Linked DNA regions of Sus scrofa: regions 2, 3, 4 and 5 are each linked to region 1. A link is a contact called in public Hi-C and HiChIP or PLAC-seq data. All regions are on one chromosome and are shown on one strand. The core of a region is the stretch at or near the end of the contact, and the rest is flanking DNA. Distances in the headings are between cores, read along the strand shown. Region 1 holds the start of MTHFD2L (probable bifunctional methylenetetrahydrofolate dehydrogenase/cyclohydrolase 2). Region 2 overlaps LOC102166306 (alpha-fetoprotein-like). Region 3 overlaps RASSF6 (ras association domain-containing protein 6). Region 4 has its middle 16 kb from the start of RASSF6. Region 5 has its middle 15 kb from the start of CXCL8.

The links. A called contact is a pair of places that touch in the nucleus more often than the background predicts. HiChIP or PLAC-seq counts read pairs in DNA pulled down with a chosen protein or histone mark.
Region 2: a contact with region 1 is called in an H3K27ac HiChIP or PLAC-seq map of alveolar macrophages. The contact joins the enhancer-like site here to the promoter of MTHFD2L in region 1.
Region 3: an H3K27ac HiChIP or PLAC-seq map of alveolar macrophages shows a contact between it and region 1. The contact joins the enhancer-like site here to the promoter of MTHFD2L in region 1. A contact is called at or near these places in 3 of 5 promoter capture datasets (fetal skeletal muscle and liver), 18 of 47 Hi-C or Micro-C datasets (alveolar macrophages, brain, embryonic fibroblasts and 11 more) and 2 of 2 datasets of contacts at active chromatin or transcription factors (alveolar macrophages and skeletal muscle).
Region 4: an H3K27ac HiChIP or PLAC-seq map of alveolar macrophages shows a contact between it and region 1, with 6 times the contacts expected there. The contact joins the enhancer-like site here to the promoter of MTHFD2L in region 1. A contact is called at or near these places in 5 of 5 promoter capture datasets (fetal liver, fetal skeletal muscle, liver and 1 more), 14 of 47 Hi-C or Micro-C datasets (alveolar macrophages, blood, embryonic fibroblasts and 7 more) and 1 of 2 datasets of contacts at active chromatin or transcription factors (alveolar macrophages).
Region 5: a contact with region 1 is called in a Hi-C map of subcutaneous adipose tissue, with 3 times the contacts expected there. The contact joins the enhancer-like site here to the promoter of MTHFD2L in region 1. A contact is called at or near these places in 4 of 5 promoter capture datasets (fetal skeletal muscle, liver and skeletal muscle), 18 of 47 Hi-C or Micro-C datasets (adipose tissue, alveolar macrophages, embryonic fibroblasts and 10 more) and 2 of 2 datasets of contacts at active chromatin or transcription factors (alveolar macrophages and skeletal muscle).

What each region holds. Positions count from the first base shown.
Region 1 is chr8:70,178,216-70,181,100 of Sscrofa11.1, forward strand. It overlaps MTHFD2L (probable bifunctional methylenetetrahydrofolate dehydrogenase/cyclohydrolase 2), which reads left to right and starts at 1,486. Exons shown (of 10, transcript XM_021101430.1): 1 at 1,486-1,734.
Region 2 is chr8:69,758,579-69,761,463 of Sscrofa11.1, forward strand. The region is part of intron 12 of LOC102166306 (alpha-fetoprotein-like); the gene reads left to right. Among named protein-coding and RNA genes, the nearest start is that of AFM, 53 kb to the left of the region's middle. Within about 2 kb of position 1,498, at least 8 of the 83 cell types and tissues checked have an H3K27ac peak or open chromatin away from gene starts, as enhancers often do. A contact at or near this core is called in alveolar macrophages, where this site is marked.
Region 3 is chr8:69,788,236-69,791,120 of Sscrofa11.1, forward strand. The region is part of intron 4 of RASSF6 (ras association domain-containing protein 6); the gene reads right to left. Among named protein-coding and RNA genes, the nearest start is that of RASSF6, 42 kb to the right of the region's middle. Within about 2 kb of position 1,401, at least 2 of the 83 cell types and tissues checked have an H3K27ac peak or open chromatin away from gene starts, as enhancers often do. A contact at or near this core is called in alveolar macrophages, where this site is marked.
Region 4 is chr8:69,846,302-69,849,186 of Sscrofa11.1, forward strand. No RefSeq gene overlaps it. Among named protein-coding and RNA genes, the nearest start is that of RASSF6, 16 kb to the left of the region's middle. Within about 2 kb of position 1,525, at least 3 of the 83 cell types and tissues checked have an H3K27ac peak or open chromatin away from gene starts, as enhancers often do. A contact at or near this core is called in alveolar macrophages, where this site is marked.
Region 5 is chr8:69,916,094-69,918,978 of Sscrofa11.1, forward strand. No RefSeq gene overlaps it. Among named protein-coding and RNA genes, the nearest start is that of CXCL8, 15 kb to the right of the region's middle. Within about 2 kb of position 1,513, at least 16 of the 83 cell types and tissues checked have an H3K27ac peak or open chromatin away from gene starts, as enhancers often do. A contact at or near this core is called in adipose tissue, alveolar macrophages, embryonic fibroblasts and 2 more, where this site is marked.

The DNA of each region.
Region 1 (2,885 bases), core at 236-2,735:
TTTAGATTCCACATATAAGTGATATCATATGGTATCTGTCTTTCTCTTCCTGACTTACTTCACTTAGTATGAGGATCTCTAGTTCCACTCATGTTGATGCATAGTACTTTTATTTATTTATTTATTTTTGCTTTTTTTTAGGGCCACACCCATGGCATATGGAGGTTCCCAGGCGAGGGGTCGAATCAGAACTGTAGCTGTCGGACTATGCTACAGTACCACAGCAATGCAGGATCCAAGCTTCATCTTCAACCTATACCACAGCTCAAGGCAATGCCGGATCCATAACCCACTGAGCAAGGGCAGGGATCAAACCCACAACCTCATGGTTCCTAGTCGGATTTGTTTCCGCTGCACCATAACAGGAATGCCTTACTTTTTATTTTTAATGAATGTAACCTAATTCACATAAATAATCCTGTATTTTAAAGATGGAAGTTATTTTTAATTTTTTTAATTATATATTTTTCATTTTCTGCACACTTTTTCTACCTTTTGCATTATTCCTTTAGGCTGGACTACAAGAAAAATACAAAAAAAAAAAAACCCCACCAAAATAATACTTAATTCAAGGGCATGAAGAGACTGTTTCTTTCTTCATATTGTCACCAGTTAGGTAATATGCCTGATAGACCCCTGCCATAAGGAAAGTAAACTTGAAATAACTAAACCACTTGTCTAGCATAACTTCCTTGTCCTGTTCCCTTCTGCTTGCAAGTCTTTCATTTTTTCAAAGTCATGCTCCTTGGAGCTCTTTTCTATGTACTAGATTGGATGCGGCCCAATTCAAACCGATTTTTGCTCGAACTCTTAAAATTTTTAAATGTACCTCACTTGTCTTTTTAACATATCCCAGCATAATGAATAGTGGGTCTCATTTTTACTTTTTCAAAGGGAGCTGGATGTTTTGTTTTTTCACTACAAGTTCACTACATGATGCAGGTTCCTAGAGTGTGTTAATCACAGACTCCAGAAAATGGTAGACATTGGCCAATTTTTCTTTCCCAAAGTGGAGATCATAAGGTAGAACTATAGAAATTCTTAGGTCCAGGGCTTGTTCAGCCAGGTCCCCTTCCTTGCTCCACACACTCACAGTTTTGTTTCTTTTCTCAGCTCTCAAGGTATCTGTCTCACCAGGGGGATGGGAAACACGCTTCCAGCTTTAAATCAAATTCCAGACAGACTTGGAAGCTGTTGGACAGAGCTTTAGCTTGGGAGAAAAGGGGTGTGCTGCTGCAACTGATTCGTTTACCCTTTTTCTTGGTGTCCTCGCTATGGGAGCATCAGGTGAGAAGCCCGATCGCCGCCGGTCCACACTGCAGGCCACCAGCGTCTGGGAGCACCTGCCTCTGCTCTTCCCAACTTGGAGTTTGGGTCCAGCCTCGCCACCTGACAGTCCAGGGATTCCTTCGCCCCGCCCCCGCCCTGAGCTCCGCCCCTGGCCCCGCCCCTGTACGGTGCCCTCCTGGGACCCGCGGCTTGTGGGATACTGTCCCCCACGGGCCGGGTGGGGGCGGAACCCGACCTGCAGCTGCGAGGACCCGGGCGGCGGGAGGTGGCGCCTCGGTCCTGGAGCCCGGGGTTCGCGGCCATGACGGTGTCGGCCCGCGGCTTCTGGCTGCTCCGCGGCTGCCTGGGCCGAATGCTGGCGCTGGGCAGGAGCGCGGTGTCGCCCCTGGAGGCGCCAGGAGCGGCCGGGCGCGCGATCCGCGGCTTTCGGGGCAGCGGCGTGAGGTACGCGCGCTGTCGGACGCTCGACCTCCTCGGGTCTGGGCCCTCCCGGGTGCGAAGCCGCGGGCTGTGGGAGGGGCGGCGGGACGCCGGCAGCCGGTGAGGCGAGGCCCTCGCGCAGGAGGCCGGGGGCTCCCGGGCAGCCGCGCGGCGGGGCCAGGGGCGAGGCCTGTTTTGGCTGCGAACTTGGCCTTGCAGGCCGGGCGGGCCGGGCGGACCGGTAGCGTCGGCCTCAAGTCCAGCAACTTGGGCTTGCTCTGCGCTCCCTGGAACGTTCCATCTTGACAGCAGGTGCAGTTGTGTGTCTGAGGGAGACCTTTGAGGCCCTGAGGCAAGGGGTCATAAAAACACGTGGGCTACTTGTTTGAAACATCGTTTCTGTTTTGTTATTGTTGTGTTTTGTAAACAAAGGAGTGGGCGATGGCCCGATGGTTTAGTGGTGTTTGAGTCTCTGAATTTCTTTGTTGCATACTGAGGTCTTTTCCAGCTCTGAGATTCTTAAATGATTTCACAAAATCAGACATTAATCTCGACTTCTCAGTCTTCTGTATTGAAGTGGTCAAGCTGAGGTTCATTGCATCTCTTTGGAATTTGTTGCTGGGCAGCAGATTGCGAGTATGGCTTTAACTCTTTGCACAAGTGTTCCTAGGAACTCTTCATCCTTCCGTTATCTACTAGTTGTAGTTACAAACTCAAAAATAAGGAATTCCTTTGACCCAGAGCCAGTGAGGCCAGAAGAGATTCTGTTTTCAGACTTTCAGGGCTTCCAGTGTACTTTCATTGCAGTTTTCCATGCCAGAGACTGTCTTGTCTTTTTGCATCCTCAATGCCCAGCACCATACCTGCGAGAAAGTAAAGATCACTAGTGTGGAAACATAAGTACCGCTTATTTCACCAAAGTTGATGAACTCCCCGTTCTATATATTTGGACCGTAGTCTTAAGTGATTGCAATTAAAAAAAAAAAATCCTACAGGGTTTACTTTGGACATAGTTTCTGGTGACTACTGTTTGTCTTACACGAAGATATGTGAGAAAATAACAGTGACTCAGAGTTCTGGTTGTGGAAGCTCTTATGGTGTCTGAAAAAATTTTCCAGTTGGTTTGGAATTGTCAACTCTACTTACTACAGAAAAGCAGATTCTGTAGAATTGTA
Region 2 (2,885 bases), core at 248-2,747, 420 kb before region 1:
CTCCTCATATGCCCTGATCCTGTCCTCAGGAGAAAGCAGACCCTGGTCCTCAGAGTTCCTTCTCCCTCAAGATCATTCGTGGTGGCTTAGTTCTAATTAATTTATTTGCTCTAAGATATGCTGTAGTAGGGCCTAGATAGGATTAGTCCAACAATATCATCTTGCCAAGTGAGGCAAAGTTTTTTGGGAATAAAGATATTCTCATGGTCAGAAAGCATGAAGTTGTTACTTGTTCTGTTTTATGGCAGTAAAATTCACAAGCCAGCTGACCCCTGATGTCCTTTCTTCAGCTCCCAAGGTGAGCTGATCGCCAGCTAGACCTCACAACATCCCAGTGGGCATCCAAAGACCACTGTAACACCCAGTTCTCCATTCTTTCTTCAGCCGAGGCTTGGTGTGAGAATATCACGAGGAAGAAGTCTGCTTTACTTCTGGAGTTCAGGCTTTGCTTTCTCTGGTGGAAATTCTCTGGCACCCTTTATGCATGTCATCTCACCAAATCCTTACTGCAGATTCAGGAGGTAGCTAATATTACTACTCTATTTTAATTGTGAGGAAACTGAGGCTGAACAGGCAAGGAAAACTGGTAAGAGAGCTTGCAAAAAGTAAACAAGTTGTTGAGCTGGAATTTGCACCCAAGTTACCTGGCTCAAAGTACATATGCATAACTATCAACATGCAGCTGTTAGTGTGCCCTAAACAGGGGGTAATATTGCTGGTTATAATTTTTAAAACATGAAACTCTTCATATAAGGGCTAGATAATAAAAAGTGTGAAATATTAGGAAGCATCCCTGTCCTGGTGAATTCACCGTGTTTTCTGTGTGAAGAAAGCAGTAGCATAGAGACAGCTAGTGTAGAAACTTCTGGAATGTTCTGGGGGATACATATTGGAAGTCAAAGGTCAGTCTAGACAAAACCCTCCAACTTCCTGGGATAGTGGTAGGGGATCTCTCCATGGCTTTCACCCCTATATAGTTCTGGCTAACCATCATAGTACACACACACACACACACACACACACAGACAGAGAGAGAGAGAGAGAGAGAGAGACAAGAGAAGGGGCTCCTGGCGGAGAAAGACGAAATTCAGCAGGAATATAAAGAGAAGGCAGAAATGAAGTCAGGGAATAAGATAGAGAAAATAAAAAGAAAATGGAAATTTAAAGTAAAAAGAATTTACCATCCATCGAAGAAAAAAGCTGAGTTAAGATTGAAGATAGTATATTCAGACTAGAATGTGCTTTACATGATGAAATAGTGAATAAAGGTAATGAAAATAAAGGATTAATGTCAGAAATGAAACACTGAGGACAATTTGATGGCATTAGGATCAAAAATGGGATCTATTTAGAAGGTAAATCAAACATTTTAAAACTAAAAGAATAAATAGAGTTAGGGGAAATATTTTGAAATAGCAGGCAGAGAGAGCAGGGTGGGGTGGGAGGAAGTGAACAGGAGAGGCAAAACCACTGCCAGCAGATCACGAGGATGTGACAGGTTGTTGCTGTGGCAGGAAGGTCTCCTTCCAAATGGCTTAGCGTCCCCAGTTGCAGAGGAGGCGGCTTCTATATGGAGTGCCACGGAGGGGTAACCTGACATACTGATACCCCTGCTGTAAATCTCTTTCCCAGACCTGCCTTCGCCTAATGAGACCCTCTACCCCCATTACTTATCCCATCACGATGGGAGTGTTTTTCCTTGTTAAATAAGCAGCTGCTGCCCGATCTGGAAACTCAGCAGTCATAATTGTCTGCCCTCTACTGGTCGCTTATGGGAAGTGCATCCAGAAACCAGCGGACCCAGCAAGGCCGAGGAGAGCAGAATAGCTCAAGTGACTGAGGCGTAGGTGGGAGAGCGGAGAGGAATGTTCTGGGGTGAGACTAAAGGGGTTGGAGGGGACCAAGCCTTGAAAACACTTGGAATCCTAATGCTTGTGAGGAAAGAGAAGAAGGGTCTATATGAGGGAGGCTTTCTACCTCCTCTGTTAGGTTTCTCTATCGTTGTTAACTCTACAGCTCTCAGCCTCAGGGAAATTATAAACATGCTTATCAGTTATTTGCTGAACGAATAAATGAATACATAGGAGAGAAGCTGTGACAATGTGGGACTCAGGGAGAAAGGAGATCATAGTTGGAAGCCATCAATAATTTGAAATGTAAGCGAGTTGCAAGCTGTGCTATTATAATTATTCATTATCTTTGCCATAAGATAACGAAATAATTAATAAAATTATTCAGATTATCTTTGCCACTGTTCATTGAGTGCCTTCATTGTGCCAGTTACTATACCCAGCCCTTTAATATAGTATTGTTTTTGGTCCTTACGAAAACCTTGAGATGTAGGTGTTCAAATTTTCTTTCTTTCTTCCTTTCTTTTTTTTTTTTTTTTTGTCTTTTTGTTTTTTTAGGTCCGCATCCATGGCATATGGAGGTTCCCAGGCTAGGGGTCCAATCGGAGCTGTAGCTGCTGGCCTATGCCAGAGCCACAGCAACACCAGATCTGAGCCGCATCTGCAAACTACACCACAGCTCATGGCAATGCTGGATCCTTAACCCACTGAGCGAGCCAGGGATTGAATCTGCATCGTCATAGATGCCAATCATTCATTTCTGCTAAGCCACCATGGGAACTCCTCCTGGAATATTATTTTGTTTAATAGAGTAATAAACATCAGGCTATAATTTTGAATGTTCAAAGTGATTGAAACAGCAATGTCTATATATAGTTGCGGGGGAAATTTATTCTGTGAAGGAAATCTGAAAAGATTGTCAAACCACTGAAGTTCTAAATTAGAGTATTGGTTTTATTGTTAATAACATCTAAGAAGTCCTCAAACTTCCAGGTGTGTTACACTCGTAATATTCATTGGGAAGTTAGTTGTTTA
Region 3 (2,885 bases), core at 151-2,650, 390 kb before region 1:
TGATTTGCGTAAAATCCTTGAAAACTAACACATAGCAAGCAATCAATATGTGTTAAAAACTATCATGATCATCCTCATCTTCCTTGTCATTGTCGTCATAATCCCCATCATTTATATCCATTTCATGATGGATCAAGAGCCATTAGTGATCCAAGATCGTATCCAATCTCTCTAGGTTAAAGTATATATCACATCTAGGACCAGCCTTGGTCCTACCAAGAATCTCTTCCATGTCTGTTTTCCGAAACCAAAAAAAAAAAAAAAAAAAAAAAAAAAAAATCTGCTTCTAGGGAATTTGTGGCATTAATTCTACCCAAATGTCACTGGCCACCACAAGAACAAAAAAATGCTTATTCATATTAATGGTGGAAAATATGAATAAACATGATCTTTTTTTCCCTTGATCTTAGAATTCCTTGGAAGTCTTTTTACAAATTTTATACTACTTAAACCTCACAATAATAGCCTTATGACGGACATAAGAAACCCGTAATCTATTTATTCATTGATTTTCTACTAGGCTGTACTATCCAGAATATAGCCAGTCAAAGCAAATGTCATAAAAGCCCAAGAACTATAGGCAACTTTAACTCAATAACTTTCAACTCAAAGGAGAACTATTTAGGTCCTGACTCAGAATCTAGTTATTTTTATGATGGATAACATGATAAATTTTCCCCAATTTGGAGAAGATTGATTTTAAAAAGGCAAATGCCATTATCATAGAGTGCTAGCAATGGAAAAGACAAAGTACCAATGTAACATAGAAGCTAAAAAGGCCAGGCAGCTCTGTGCTATTTCACACGGGGGAAGAGAGAGAATCCATGCACGCCAGGCCAGGGACGTAACATAAACTCTTGGTAATCCTGGCAGACTTGACATCTGTCCTTACTTCCACCTTAGTGGTGTCACATAAATTCCGAAGAATAAACATGGCTTAAGACAGTCAGTGTTTGGACCCTTTTCCTCCCTACCATCTTGGGAGCACACACACACATACACCCACACCAAAAACAAAAAAACAAAAAAACAAAAAAACTCACAACCCAACCCAACATCCAATTTTCAGCTCTGGATTGTGTAACATGAAATGTCGCCACATACAACTATGCACATGACTAAGCTTAAGGGCAGTTACACAGAGTTTTCCAAAGAAAACTGGTTGGAACTTGATGTAATATCAAAGAGTTGAACTTGCCCAAGCACAGGACTGTTGGCCATGTTTAGACCAAGCTTCAGCGTGTACCCCATTAGCAAATTTAAGAAATGGGGAGGTTTTATAATGAACTGCAAAATAAAAAGGAAGTAGAGGAATTCCTGTTGTGGCTCAGGAGTAAAGAACCTGACTAGTATCCATGAGGATGCGGGTTTGATCCCTGGCCCCTTTCAGTGAGTTTAAGTATCTGGTGTTGCCACACCCTGCGGTGTGGGTTGCATACGTGGCTTGGATCTGGCATTGCTGTGGCTGTGGTGTAGGCTGGCAGCTGCAGCACCAATTGGACCCCTAGCCTGGGAACTTCCATATGCCACGGGTATGGCACTAAGAAAAAAAAAAAAAGATAGAAGTAGATATTTGAATGAAAGCAGTCACTTCCCTATCCCCTTTGCAAGAAAAAACCCCACTATGGGTGTTATTCAAATGTACACCTATCCAGTTTCTGCTCTTTACCATTCTGCCATGATTTGTCCAAAGCATGTCAAAACTGACTTTGGAAAGACATCAAAGACAGAAATGAAAACTGGTGCAAACAAACATAACCTTCAATAAGGCTGTTTTTACGGAAAAAAAAATCCAGAACAAAAGATGTGGACCAGATATAAAAGATTAAAGTACTGCCCACAGAATTTTTTTCATAAAGGATCACAAGTGGTCACAGCTCAAACTGATTTGTTTTCCAACTTTTGCCATTTCCATTAAACTGATTCAATGTGACTCATTTTAGAGGTAATTAGAACAAATGAGCTTGACAAACAGACAGTCCCCTCCAAAGGTGAGTTGAAAGGAAAGATTGCAGCCCTTCTGCAGCTGAGTGTACAACTTTTATATCTTTTATTCCACAACTGCCTACTAGAGATATTAAATCGCTGATCCTGTGAGAGGAGAGGTGTAAGTTCTGCAGCCAGAAACCCCGTGTGGGAAAAGGAACAAGAAGAAGTGTCACAGAGTGAGTGTGCAGTCTCCTTCTCTACACAATTCCCTTTAAGGCTTAGAATTTAAACAAATACCATGTTAAGGATGGCAAACAGAGAGAGAGTGTCTAGGATTGGATTGAAACAAAGGACACACCTTAGGTGGCTTGGCACCCACGGGAATCAGAAGCCGAGAAAGAGCCATTTCAAATTATGCTGCCCCTTCCTTCCGAGGATTCTGTTGGTTCCCACAAAGATTAGCACATTAGCTAATTAATTAGAAGATTAAATCTGCTAATTAATCACAACTGAATCTAACCTTGATCATGTGTGTAAGAAGAGTGGGACCTTTCTCTGATAATTCTTACCCACCAGAAAAATCTGATACAATACGAGTGTGCATTTAACTTCAAATGTTCTCCCAGTAAGTCTCAGTACAATGGCAAAGGGCAAGCCAAGTTTTCTAGGATAGTCTTTCTCAATTTTAAACTAAAGAAGATAATTCCTGTTTGATTCACAGCATTGTTCTGATAAATAATGAAAAAAGGCACATAGATTCCTTGGAAAACACAAAATAAGGATATTAATTTATCCTCTTCTGCAGAAGAAGGAAAGGTATTGACTTACCTTGTCTACCTGGGCTCCTGAAACTCATCCCCAAGTTCAGGGTTTCTAGGAAGTGTTTTGAATTTTAATTTGAGAAAAAAAATATATATATATATTGGGATATCCATTCAAAATCCTGATGGCTTAAT
Region 4 (2,885 bases), core at 275-2,774, 330 kb before region 1:
TTGTCATTGCTGTGCTCTGGTCACTACTGTGGTGCAGGTTCAATTCCGGGCAGAGGAAAATCTATATGCTGAGGGTGTGGCAAAAGAAAGGAAAGAAAGAAAGTGTGTTTTAAAAAATTAAGGGTTCGTTAGATTTCCTAGGGGGTTGTCACGCTAAACATCCCCTTTGATCAGTAAGAAAGAGGTCACTGCGCATGCGGGAGTCAACAGGGCCCTCGGGGCACCGAGCAGGGACTCAGGTGACCTAGGTTAAGCTGGCCCTGGAGCCCTGCATGCAGACAGAACACTGGTTCTCAAATGTTAACATGCATCAGCATCACCCGAGGACTTGTTAGAACAGACGCTTCTGGGCCCCAGTCCCAGAGTTTCTGATTTAGTCAGTCCTTAGTGATATCCAATAACTTGCATATTTTAACAAGTTCTGGGGTGATGCTCGGCTGCTGGTCAGGGATCAGACTTTGGAACAGGGCACTGACCGATGTTTGCTGCTTCACTTTTCCGAGGCTGGGTGCAGACCCCCCAACTCCATGCTGCTGCCAGACCCAGCGCCCAGGTTCAGGCTCCCTCCCCTTCACATCTAAGGGCCCTGCTTGTGGCCGAGCCAGTGAGGATGGACTGAAATGAGGGGTGGGAGGAAGCCCAGGTCCCACTCTTTCTTGGCTGAGCTCTGCTTCTGCAGCTGTGGCAGCTGACATTTCCTATCCCTTGCGAGTGGTCATGACTCCACAGAGACACTTGTACTGAAGGATTGACCTAGTTCATTCATTAATTCCTCAGATGAAGAAAGAGAGAAAATTGAGACCGGAGGTAAACTAAGCCAGTGTTTTTGTAACTTCAATTACACATGCTTAGTAAAAATGCAGATTGCCCCACTGCCAACATCACCAATCCACAGGAGTGCTATTAGGTCTAAGGTAGTTTAAGAAATAGCGTTTTAAATAAACACCCAGATGATTCAACTATGGGTAGTCAGAAGACCAACTCTGAGAAATATTTGACTAAATAATTTGCCCACATTCATACATGGAATAGCATACGTGGAATAGAACCACGTCTAATTCATTGAAATATGCTCTTGAATGCCTATTGTGTGCAAACAGTGTTCTAAGCTCTGAAGAGGCAATGGTTCACAAAATAAATTGAATCACCCACATCTTTTCAACTGGAACATGCTGTTATTTTATAAATGAGTCTGATGACGATTTCTCGAGATGAATTATGCTTTGCTGTTTTCGCTACCGCTATTCAAGAAAATGACAATTGTGGGCACGAATTATTTTCATCAACATAAAAATGTAATAGCAAATGGAGACCCCTTTCTCTAAGGCAATTCCATTAAATACCACATAAATCCATATCATACGGCACAGCTTAATCTAATGCAATTCATTGCAATATATTACAGTACAATACAGCCAAAATAAATGAATAAATAAAACAATGCATTGTGATACCATACAGCATCTCTGCCGCTGCAGCGCAATAGCCTTAGCGGCAACCTCAGTCTTGGGCTGTACCGCCCTCTAGTGGCAGTAACTGGGATGCTTTTGTGGCGGCTACAGATGCACTTGCCATTGAATGAGAACTGTCATCTGTAAGAATGGAGAAGAGCTGAGATCCAGCTGCCTGCTTTCGTAAACGAGAGGTCACTTACCTGAGCTTTCACCTAAGCTAGTAATAAAGTAATCGTGCTGTCCTTGCTACTGTTGTTTTCACTGTATTCTTTTCATAGGTGACACATAAAGGAAGAATAGTGATCAGCCTTTTTTCTCCAGCCAGAAGATGGGAAAGTGAAGCAGCAAATACAGGAGAGTTAGAAACCCTATCAAGGATTAAAATAACAGAGATATAGAAATAAAATATATGATAGAACATAATAGAGATGGAAGAATCTGTATCCTTTAATTGAGAGTCCTCTTCCTTCCATGGTTGGAGATCAGCTGCTCCTAAGCTGTTTGGGGATAGCAAGGAGGAAGTTAAAGATGAAAAATTATTTATTTGGCAAAGGGTACATGTATATTTATAGTTCATTCAATTTGTATTTACTGAGCACCTACTATGCTTCAGGCTCAAATGAAACACGTACACACACACATACACACACCCAACACCCATGCACACCCCCACACACCTCTAAGGAATTTCATCTGCATAGTAGACTCCTTTCCCACCTCCCTCACACATTTGAGGATGACAGGAGCTTTCTTGGTGCCAGCACTGTGTTAAGTTCCAAAGGAGCTCCCGGTCGCGGGCTGACACCTTCGTTTCCTTTGTGAAAGGTGTGTCCTCTCACTGAACGTGGTGTTATGCAGCTTACCACACCAGTGGATCAAAGTCAAGTCTGGCACTCTCTTGGCCAGTGTTGATGGGAAATAGGCAAGTAACGTAACCCTGCCTTGAGAAGATCATGATGATCAGGGCTTTAGTCTCTTTGAAGAGAAATTTCCAAATCACGTCACCAGGGAGTCTCCAAGATATGCAGAGTTGTCAGCTAATGAGAAAGGAAACCTACAATGGGTCATGGAGGATGGAGACCCAACAGTTGTGGGAATGGGGACCATAGTTCTTTCCACTTGGTTTCCTCGGCCAGGTTTCCCATAGGAAGGGAGATCCTGAGAACTCTGGAAGGGATGCTCCCTGTATGTCTTTGGGGACGTGGATCCTGGCAGTGCTAGGGGTGGACGGCTGGGGCCATGAGCTGTGCCCTAACTTCTCCTTCACTGCCTCAGCTACTGGTGGCTTTCAGCTCAGACCCTTCAGCCTCTGCCTCAGCAGCTGAGGGCACCTGCCCAGGTGAGCTAACCTCGCCCAAGGTCTTCCCCTTCTGAGCTCTGTCCACATCCAATGACCAATAAGGTGCAGGTATAAAGACCCACTGAACAACT
Region 5 (2,885 bases), core at 263-2,762, 260 kb before region 1:
GCTGGTTACTGAATTACTATATATGCCTAATAAGAGGCTAGAACTCAAGAAAGAGCCACTCAAATTTTTCAAAAGCAAATCCTGTGCTATATTAGGATGGAGGGAGAAAGATCTTTACTCCCCATACCTTGTAGTGTTCATAGCTAGAAATTAATTGCAATGTGTCTGCATTGTTGGCTACTTTTTTTTTCTGATTAAGTATCTATAAGTCATCTAGTCAATTATTGATCATCCATGAGGTACATGACTGAATTGTCATTTTCTAAATCTGCTCCCTATCTGTGTTCATGTACTAAGAAATTTTGTGCCCTGGTGAGTATAGTTAATGAAGAAAGAACACAAACAGAATTGGGGGACTCCATACATACTGGACAGTAACTGCAAAAAAATTAGGGGGAAATAGGCACTGAGGAAGCTGGATCCTCACATTGCCTTGCTTCCTCTTTTTGGTATTGGGAAGAAAAGCTAACTTCTAAGCCTGTCTCATGCAAGCATGCCTAAGGAAATTGAAATTTTTCAGAGGGTTGTCGAAAGCATGCTTCCACCATGAATCATTTTATCTGCTAATCACAATAGAAATTTTTTTTGCACTGTTTCAGAGAAATTACTAACATACAAATTATGAACACATTTTAAAAGACTGTCTTAATCCCAACAAGTTTAATATGTAAAAATGAAACCAGAAGAATTTGGGAAAGCAGCCCTTTGGTTCCTGGCTTTATGTGTTTATGAAAAGTTGAATGAAAAATTGTTTAACCTGAGTTGGGTAAATTTAGATTTAGATTGGATATGCCATCTGTACGGTTTGGGGGGGAAACAGATGGAACAGAATTGGTCCCAGGAGAGTTTTATTAGGTCACTTCCAAAGGGGATTATCTTTCCATGACATTATATTTTCCTAAACAGAGGATTCTTCCTTTCTTGCTCCCTACCTTGTACCAGAAATACAGATATTTGCATGGGGGAAATTTTTACCAATATTTTTAAGATAAACATTATGCGATTTCCTCTCTATCTTTTTGTGCCTATTAATAGCAAAGTTAATCAGAGACGTTTGTACAAAAGATGCTTTTAGCCTTAGGAAAACAATGCCTTATTATTTCTGAGTTCAGAGGCATCTGTGAGAGAAAATTCATTGAGGATTTAAAGGGGATTTAAAGGGAGATTTCCAAAATCCTCAGGAAATTCCCCACGTGGTCAAGGGGCTCATACTCATGACTCCTGCAGTGTGTCTGCAAACGGCACTGCACAGGAATTTCTACTGAGTCATGCTGCGGGAATACTTCACTGAGGAGCCTGCAGAGGAAGCAGCCTGTGGCTGGTCATGGTTAGCACTAGGCTGCTGAGTCAGGACTCCTGGAAGGGGCCCTCTGTTCAGGAGATATTTTAGGTGTTCAGCGTATGCAAGGGTCTTAGGATTCATTTCAGACTCTCTTGTACAGAAATCACCGACCAGAAGAGAGAAACAGCAGAAATCCCTTAGGCTACAATACATTAGGCTAGAGTTGTGGGGCTTAAAGTTTGTTCTCTGGATAGCAACATCTCGGACCTTGTAGAAATGTGCGCTCTAACCCCCACCCCTACCAGGTGAAACAGAAACTCTAGGAGTAGAGTTATAAGATTTGTGTTTCAGCAAGCTTCCAGGTGATTCTGCTGTGCCTGGGAGGCTGGAGGTAGCTCACAGAGTGAGGGGGCAGCAGATTGGGAGACCTGAAGCCAGAGGGGGCAGTCTGAAGGTGAGCTGGAGGCGATGCTGTTGCCTAGACTTTGTAAAGGACCAGTGGGTTTGCAGAGTGAAAAATGGAGTGGGGTCGGGTGGGTGGAGGAAGGGTGTTCAGACCCAGACAGAGTGTGCTCTGGGCTCAAAGAGCTTAGACTGGAAGGACTGACATCAAGGGAGGGAGAGACAGACAGACCCAGAGAGTCTGGAGACCCCCAGAGGTGCCCAGGGGAGACGGATTTTTCTCAAGCCAAGGATTGTCAGCTCTATCTTGAAGATCACTGAAGATTAAAACCAGAGAAAGACATGGTTAGATTTGCATTTTAGAAAGTTCAGGAGCTCCTGCGTGGTGCAATGGGGTCTGTGGTGTCTTGGGAGCCCTGGGATAAGGGTTTGATTCCCGGCCCCGCACAGGGGGTTAAGGATCCAGTATTGTCATAAATGCAGCTTAGGTTGTGATTGTGGCTTGGATCTGGTCCCTGGCCTGGGAACTCCATATGCTGTGGGGTGGCCAAAAAAGAAAAAAAAAAGTTCACTTGGTGAGATGAGTGGCTGGTGGAAGGATGAGGCTTGAGGTTAGACCAGTGAGCTGATTTCTGTGGTGATCCAGACCAGAGCAAGAGGGCCCAGCTTGGTATGGTGGAGAAGGGAAAGGGCCCCAAATAAAGATGTTTAAAAAAGTGACTTGTGACTAGGTCACTGTTCAGCAGAAATCAGCACAACATTGTATGTACTGACAGCAAATGCTGACAAGAGGAGTTCCCGTTGTGGCTCAGTGGTTGGCGAATCCGACTAGGAACCACAAGGTTGTGGGTTCGATCCCTGGCCTTGCTCAGTGGGTTAAGGATCCAGTGTTGTCATGAGCTGTGGTGTAGGTTGCAGACACAGCTCGGATCCTGTGTTGCTGTGGCTGTGGTGTAGGCCAGCAGCTGCAGCTCTGATTGGACCCCTAGCCTGGGAACCTCCATATGGCGCGAGAAGCAGCCCTAGAAAAGGCAAAAAGATAAAAAAAAAAAAAAATGCAGAATACAAGGTGAAATAAACAGAACAGACAGTTGGCTGTACAGTTCAATACAAATTTTGAGATATAGGCTAATAAAAATAAGCACATCATTGGAACATTTGTATCAACATTTTTATCTCTCAGGGGTGAGATGACAGATAA